2 separate regions of the Mus musculus genome follow, and region 2 is linked to region 1. A link is a contact called in public HiChIP or PLAC-seq data. All regions are on one chromosome and are shown on one strand. Each heading gives the region's core, a stretch centred on a gene start, on an enhancer-like site or on the middle of the called end of the contact. The rest is flanking DNA. Distances are from core to core; before and after follow the strand shown.

Region 1 (3,719 bases), core at 437-2,936:
TAAGCTATAGGGTATTTTGCCTGTTCAGCTCCCTTGAGAAACATCTGGCTCTGTCTGGAGACTGTTAAAACTGATAGAACATACTGGTGTCTGACAAGCAGAAACCAGGAATGCTGTTAAGTAAACCCTATCACAAGAAGCATCCATCCCCCCAAGCCGACTGTGATGGGGTTAAGAAACTATTTTAGACTGGAGGAAGATAGAGCCCAAGAGGCTCAGTGACTATGGCTGGAGAATCTTGTGGTCTCACATGTTATAAAGATGATGCTGTGGAGACCGATATCATTTCATGGCACCCAGTTCCATAAAATATTAATAAATGCACATCCTGCTACCATTTGTATGCTCATTACAAACTCCTCTATTGGAATGTTAGTGTATGTGATTTCTGTTTTTCCCCCACACATCACTTTTCAGCCCTTCCTTACCTGCACTCCAAAACACAAATATATACATATATATATATATATATATATATATATATATATGTACACATGCATGCATGCATACACACATATACAAATTTTATCACTGTAAACATAAAACGGAGGGTTTCCACTGCATACGCAAAGGTAAGGACTTTCTTCTGGACACCTATTTCAAACCAGATCATTTCACTACAATTGTTTAAGAGATGTCTGTACAAAGATGCTTCCCTGTGTAGGTCCTGTTGATCTACAACTGGACCTGGATTGAAGTGTTCGCATGTAAGAATTGTGTCTTCATTCCAAGAGGGTTTTAGGGCCAATTGCAGAAATTGTTTATAGAAGGAAGAATGAGACTAGCAGAGGGTGTCTTGGTGAGCAAGCCACACAAATTCACAGGAAACAGTCTTCATCAGTTCTAGTATCTGTGGTTTTCTCGAATTCTTCTCAGATCTTATTCTGGGAAAAAAAAGTTACCAAGTCAATAGTATTAATGGACTTGACTTTTCTCTTTTTTAAAAAACAAAACAAAACAACCCCAGAAAAACCTGAGAGGACCCATTGTCATCACAGGCTGGAAATGGAGAGGAGAGTAGTGCTGAGAAGGAATCTGGTGGGACAGAGGAGGGGTGACAGATGGGCAGCGAAGTGGAAGGAGATGCAGAGGTTTCTGAGACTAAAAAAGCAACTGAAAATAGTGATCTCCTTTAAATATCATTAGTGAAACCACACAGTGATGTCACTTCTGATCACGCTGTGATGTGAGTTGCTGATGTGGAGATAACCAGCTTCCTTTTGCGCATTCACAGGCTGTCTGCAGTGGAAAAGACCTTCAAGTTGACTGTGAGTGGGTGCGACTCATCAAGAAAAATAACCTCACCACCACAACAACACATGATGGGAGAGACCGAAACTTCTTTGGGAGAACATAAGGGGAAAAAAAAAAGAAAAAGTGAAGTCTAAATATTATTAAACACATGAAAGCAGAGTCATTTACTTATTAGGAAGGCGCTCATTCACACACAGGTAGACTTGTGGTCCCTTAGAAGTACGTAAACACAACCCGTCAGTCCACCACAGTCAACATCAGAATTTCTTGGGAAATGCCTCATGAAAGAGTTTTTAAAGAATAATATGACTGTGGATCTGTCAAATAATTTCCCAAAAGCCATGAAAGATGAGTTGCTCTGCTCTGTTATGCATTTCCTTCCCTTGCACGGGCACTCACAGCTTGCCAAATTTAGTCTGAGATCTGAACAGAGAGAAAACATGAACTCTTTCAACTGAAGTTCGGCTTCCTGTTTCTACATGGCCTCTCATACTCTGGGCCATTCTGCAGATCTACCCAGGTGTGTTTCCTGGACACTTGATAAAAATCATTCTCACATCAAAGTTGACCAAAAATGATTGATGATAAGTAGTTAAGGGTTTATAAATGCCAGACTATGGGAGATGATTGTAAAATAAATAGATATAAATAAATAAATAAACAAATAAATGTAAGCCCTCCAGTCTACTTCTATGTTCATTTATTCTTCTGTTTATAGCAGTCTGAGGCTACTCGAGGCTTAAAACAAAATATTGACATACAGATGTCATGTTGGGACATACATGTCCAGGTGACCTATTGTGAGTTGTGGATTACTTCATCCCCTTTCTGTATCTCAGCATCATTTTATCCGAACTGGAGTAGAAGACCTGCTCAAGACCGAAAGTGTCTTCAGACTCTCTTCAGGATTGCTGGGTTGACTGGAGCAGCATCTTATATACCTCAGCCACCCATCTCATAGGCCTCCATATGCATTTGTTAAAGACCACATACTCTGGACCAGCAAGATGGCTCAGTGGGTAACAGAACTTGCTAACAAAGCTGACAGCATGATCTTGATCCCTTCTCCCACCATGTGGTCCACTCTGGTTGTCCACAGTCCTCCATTGTGCATACTGTGGTATGCCTCCACACACAGTAAATAAATGAATAGAGTAAAATGTTTTAAAGAATTAATTTATTCTGTGTCCAACCTTGGAGTTTTTAAAACCTACAAAAATGGAACACAAAAAGCTATGTATTAACCGGTTTTGTTCCAGTCACTCTTCCCTATCTGGGGCCAAGTGTAAAATATTAAAAGGAAAAACAGACTAGTGATTACTGTACAGATTAAATAACAGAGAAGAGTGAGTACAATGGCATAGGCACACATTTGAGATGACAGAAGTTTTTTTGGAGGAAGAAAAGAATTATACTACAAAGATGGTCTTGTCCATACTTGCTGTTTCTACATTTTATTCTTTATGTACTTGGCTAGTTTCTCCCTATTCCAACATTTCTTTTTCTGTTTCCATTTAGTGTGGTCTTAAACCTCTGCCAGAGAAAGTGGCAAGGCATAGACTTCAAATATGCTCTTCAAAGTTACTTAGCATCCCGGGAGCATGGAGGAGTAAGTGCCTGCTGTGCAAGTGTGAAGGCAGGAGTTCGAGTCCCCGGCACCCGTGTAAAAGTCAGGTGTAAAGGCAGTCCTCTGAAATTCCAGTTGCAACAGGGGCCAAGACAGGTGCATCCTTGGGTTTATTGGCCAGCCAGTCTAAAATGGCAAGCAAGCCACAGATTCACCGAGGGACTCTATCAAGAAATAAGATGAATAGAAATAGAAGATGCCAGAGGAGGATCCCATTAATGTGGGTGTGTATACCACCCCTGTATATACCCCTGTCACATAATGTATACCCTGCAAACACCACACACACACACACACACACACACACACACACACACACACACACACAAATAAAAGGTAAGAAAGAGAGAACTTTCAAAACATAACATTTTAAAATGTGATCCATCTTGACCTATTAATGCATCCAGGCACTGCCTAGTTTGTGTTTTCTATTTTGTTATGTTAGAAAATTAAAATTGGGGTTTGGGGGTGGGGGGAAACAGAGAATTATTTTTGAGATCTCAACTCACACTCTTCATCTTGGTCGTTTTTTATGTGTTATTATTTATCTTTTTTTTTTTAAGGAGAAGATTATGCTGGCTAATTTTATTTGTTATTATTTACTTTTTTTGGAGAGGCATACACAGATCATAGGACTCACTTAAACACAAAGGAGAAATATCTATGGTCTCTTCACTGTCCTTCCTTGATTGAAGGACATGAATTACTATTTTCCATGCCACCATAAGAAAGTGCAGGGTATTTTTATTAGCATTTCAATGGATTGAATATTCTTCAAATTGCTTCTAATGAAAAATAAATAAAACTTTCACTGTCCGCAAATTCCAGTCACAATGCA
Region 2 (3,719 bases), core at 513-3,012, 280 kb after region 1:
CCTTCCTCACTGGGTCCATGAAGAATCCATGTGGACTCTTTATAATATATTTGGTTCTTCCCCTTGTATTCTCTTTCCCATGTGAAAGTTATCACCTTCCTTCCCCTGTTTCTTCCTCTCTTTGCTTGAGAAATATATCATGAAGTCTTCCCTTTGTTTCGCATGAGCTTATAAAACAGACATACTGAGGTGATGAGAAAGATTGGGAAACATCTTCCCTAATTCTAGATCTGAAGCAATTTCAGTATTTTTAGCAGCAAATATTTGTTAAGACGCATAGGAATATCATTCAGAGGCCTCTGTGATTTACTTTCCACTAACTAAGACTACTCTGCTGTGTTTATTGTAGTGTAATTTGAGCACAGAGAAAAAGAGAAGGCAAATTCAGTCATAAAATTGCATTAATTAATATTAAATGTGGTGTAAGATATTGCACCCGTTTAGACTTAATAGAATAGAATTGAATTATCAGAATAGAACTGGGGGTATTTTAACTAAAAAATATAACAATATTGTTATGCTTCTTTTCAGTAAGGAAGGTGATAATTAACATAGAAATTGCCAATAAGATCATTCCGGAAAAAAATAAATTATTTCATTATATGTTAATATTGTGATAAAATATAAGAAAGAGAAAATAACAATAAAAGAAATAATAATTTGCAAAGTATGACAAATCGCTTTTGAATAAATATTCATAAATATTTCCCTCCTTTGACTTCCTGTGAAAGCCATGCAGGGACACTGCTTACACTGACCTCTTCTTCCTCAAAGAAGGAAAGGAGCTGCTGGGTAGTTGTACCCTGAAAGTGAGTTGTCACTGGGATGTACTAAGATGCAACAAATGAGAAATTGGACATTTGCATTACTTGAAGGCCTGGGGCAATGACTCAGAAACAGAAACTAAGTTCCCAGTAATTGCTATGTCTGCTCCTCAGATAGAGAAGGTATTCCTCTCTGCAGAGGAAAGTAGGTAAAATGGTCCAGCACATTGCTTCAGTGTAGACATTGGAGACTCTAAATCCTGGAAAGTCTCAGAGATGCTAGAGCCTTTGTGTTCCGTCAGGGAACAAACCTGGACTCTGCACAGCATCTCCAAGGAAACAATTTAAACTTTCTTGCCTGTAACCCCTTAATCCGGGCTGTTCTGGTTCTTCACCCTTTTAAGAGATGAGATATTCTCAGAATTCATACTGATGTAGGGTCACCTGTGAAGACCTTGCAAGATTTATCTCCTATGACATCTGTCAGTTCATTGGGGGTGGAGTGTTGGCACATGCTGATGCCAGGTTTGTGAATGTCATGGTCAAGGTTCTTCTGTGTGGGTCTGTACCTCTGTCTGGATGAAGCCAAGTGTACTTTGCCAAAAACCATTGTGTCTCATACCAAAGGTCCTTGTCAACAGTAGAGTTGGTTTGCCAATGCCAGAAAGGACCTCCATCAAAAATAATGGTATTGTTTCATTATTTATAAAAATAGCTGCATATACCAACTGTTACCTACACCATACTTGCTTGAGTCACAAAAAGAGTATGCTCACTGTGTAGCTTCCAGAGAAAATGATTCTTTTTGCTTATACAATGACAGACAATGCACCCATAATCTTAATTATGAATTACAGCCAAAGGGGGAATATATATTTGGCCCAGGGAGTGGTACTATTAGCAGGTGTTACCTTGTTGGAGAAGGTATGGCGTTGTAGGAGGAAGTGTGCCACTGTGGGGTAGGCTTTGGGGATCTTCTCCTATGCTCAGGCTTAACCCAGTGTGCAAGAGAGCTTCCTTCCAGCTGCCTGAAGATGAAAGTTCCTCCTGCCTGCAGTCAGATCGAGATGCAGAACTTTTAGCTCCTTCTCTAGTACCATGTCTGCCTGGATACTGCTATGCTGATGCCTGGATTCCACCATGATGATAATGAACTGTAAGTCATTATCTATATGAAACTGTAAGCCAGTCCCATGGTCATGGTGCCTCTTCATAACAATGGAAATCCTAACTAAGAACTAAGATACTGTGCAAACTGGGTGACATGAGTTTGAGCTGTAAGACCCATATAAAGATGGAAGGGGAGAACTTACTTAAGAAAAGTTATCTTCTGAATCTCAAAATGAAGTGTCCTATATCCCTCATGTGTGACACACACACAAATAAGTACATAAATTTTAAGAAGTAACATTAATGAAATGACTGATAAAATGTTTAATGATTATTAAAATGCTATGACATTCAGGGTAACACATTTGAGAAAAGTTAAGAAAATAATGCATGGTGTAGGTGAGAAATTTATTTGAGAAAGAAAAACACAAGAAAAAAATCCGTAAATGTTGAAAAGGAAATTTGTCAGTGTAAAAAGTAGTTAAAATTTTGAGTAACAGGGTCAGTAAATCAAGAGAGAGAGAGAGAGAGAGAGAGAGAGAGAGAGAGAGAGAGAGAGAGAGAGAGAGGAGAAGGAGGAGGAGGAAGAGGAGGAGGAGGAGGAGGAGGAGGAGGAGATCTTCTTTTAAACAACACAAATTTATTGAAATATCACTATCAGACCAAATATGAGCCACAACAATGATAAGAAAATAATAAGAAATTAAGAAAGTATACAAGACTTTTGAAACACATTTAATTGAACAAATATCTTAATCTTTTAGTAAGCAAGGGAGAATATGAAAGCAAAGGAATAGAAATTTTATTCAAAGAGATGATAGCTGGAAATTTCCTGAATAGTGGGAGAGATTTAGATATCAAGGATAAGTAAGTCTACAGAACCCCAATAGATATGATTAGGAAAAACCTCTCTCTTGACTTTTAAAAATTAAGCTATTAAAAGTACAACACAAAGATATTGCAAATACAATGTGCCAAGGTTCATAACCCATACTAAACCATCAATAATTTTATCAGTAGAAACTTAATAGGTAAGGCGGGAATGGAATTGATATAGTTCACATTTGGTAAGAAAGTAACATTAATAAAGTATATTTATATCCAACAGTCTATCCAGAAATGAAAAAGAAATACTTTTTTAATATAACAAAAATTGAGAAAAGATCATTACACTCTCACTAGATAGGTTTTATAAAAGTTGCTGAAGAGAGCCCTATACTCAGTAGAAAAAGAAAACCACTATTATAATGAAGGCATGTGAGCATATAAAGCCACTAATGAGTAAGGCACACACAAAGAGGTTAGGCCTTCCCTGGGCAATAATCCACAAAACCATAAAGATGAGCAGGCAAGGAATAGAACAAGCTACATCAAGGAAAAAGAGAGAGAGAGAGAGGGTTATATCTTTAAATATGTTTAATAGTATTTGTGAACATGAAAGGACAACTCCCCAATTAAAAGCATGGGCTATATGAATGTATTAAGAAAAAGAACCCTATGAACAAGATCTGTACAAGCTCAAGGCAAACAATATCGCAGTATGAAGTCAGGAGGTGGGCACAAACTCCCATACATAGCAGAAGAATGATGTACCAGGAGAGAGAAAGCCCACTTTCTTTAAGGTGTGGCCCCCATTAAGTTAACTACACTCCAATGAATGGCCATATTCTCTTTCTGCTCTTAATTGTGAATGTGGTACTTGACGTCCTTGCCTTTACTCCCTTGCAATAATGGACTGTAACTTGGACTTACAAGCTAAATCAACTTGTATTACATACGTTACTTTTTGTCAGGGTATTTGTCACACAGAACAGGCCCCTATTGTCAGAGCACCCAGCTGTTATA

What was found. HiChIP or PLAC-seq counts read pairs in DNA pulled down with a chosen protein or histone mark.
Region 2: an H3K4me3 HiChIP or PLAC-seq map of the SCID.adh cell line shows a contact between it and region 1, with 9 read pairs. The contact joins two enhancer-like sites. A contact is called at or near these places in 4 of 484 Hi-C or Micro-C datasets (CD4 single positive thymocytes, Th17 cells, Th2 cells and 1 more) and 4 of 115 datasets of contacts at active chromatin or transcription factors (CD8 T cells, the SCID.adh cell line, large pre-B cells and 1 more).

The regions. Positions count from the first base shown.
Region 1 is chr17:52,161,560-52,165,278 of GRCm38.p6, forward strand. Gm19585 (predicted gene, 19585) reads left to right here. Exons shown (of 4, transcript NR_155494.1): 4 at 1,235-1,927. Among named protein-coding and RNA genes, the nearest start is that of Gm19585, 14 kb to the left of the region's middle. Within about 2 kb of position 1,687, at least 81 of the 459 cell types and tissues checked have an H3K27ac peak or open chromatin away from gene starts, as enhancers often do. A contact at or near this core is called in the SCID.adh cell line and double positive thymocytes, where this site is marked.
Region 2 is chr17:52,442,754-52,446,472 of GRCm38.p6, forward strand. No RefSeq gene overlaps it. Among named protein-coding and RNA genes, the nearest start is that of Gm41600, 140 kb to the left of the region's middle. Within about 2 kb of position 1,763, at least 3 of the 459 cell types and tissues checked have an H3K27ac peak or open chromatin away from gene starts, as enhancers often do. A contact at or near this core is called in the SCID.adh cell line and double positive thymocytes, where this site is marked.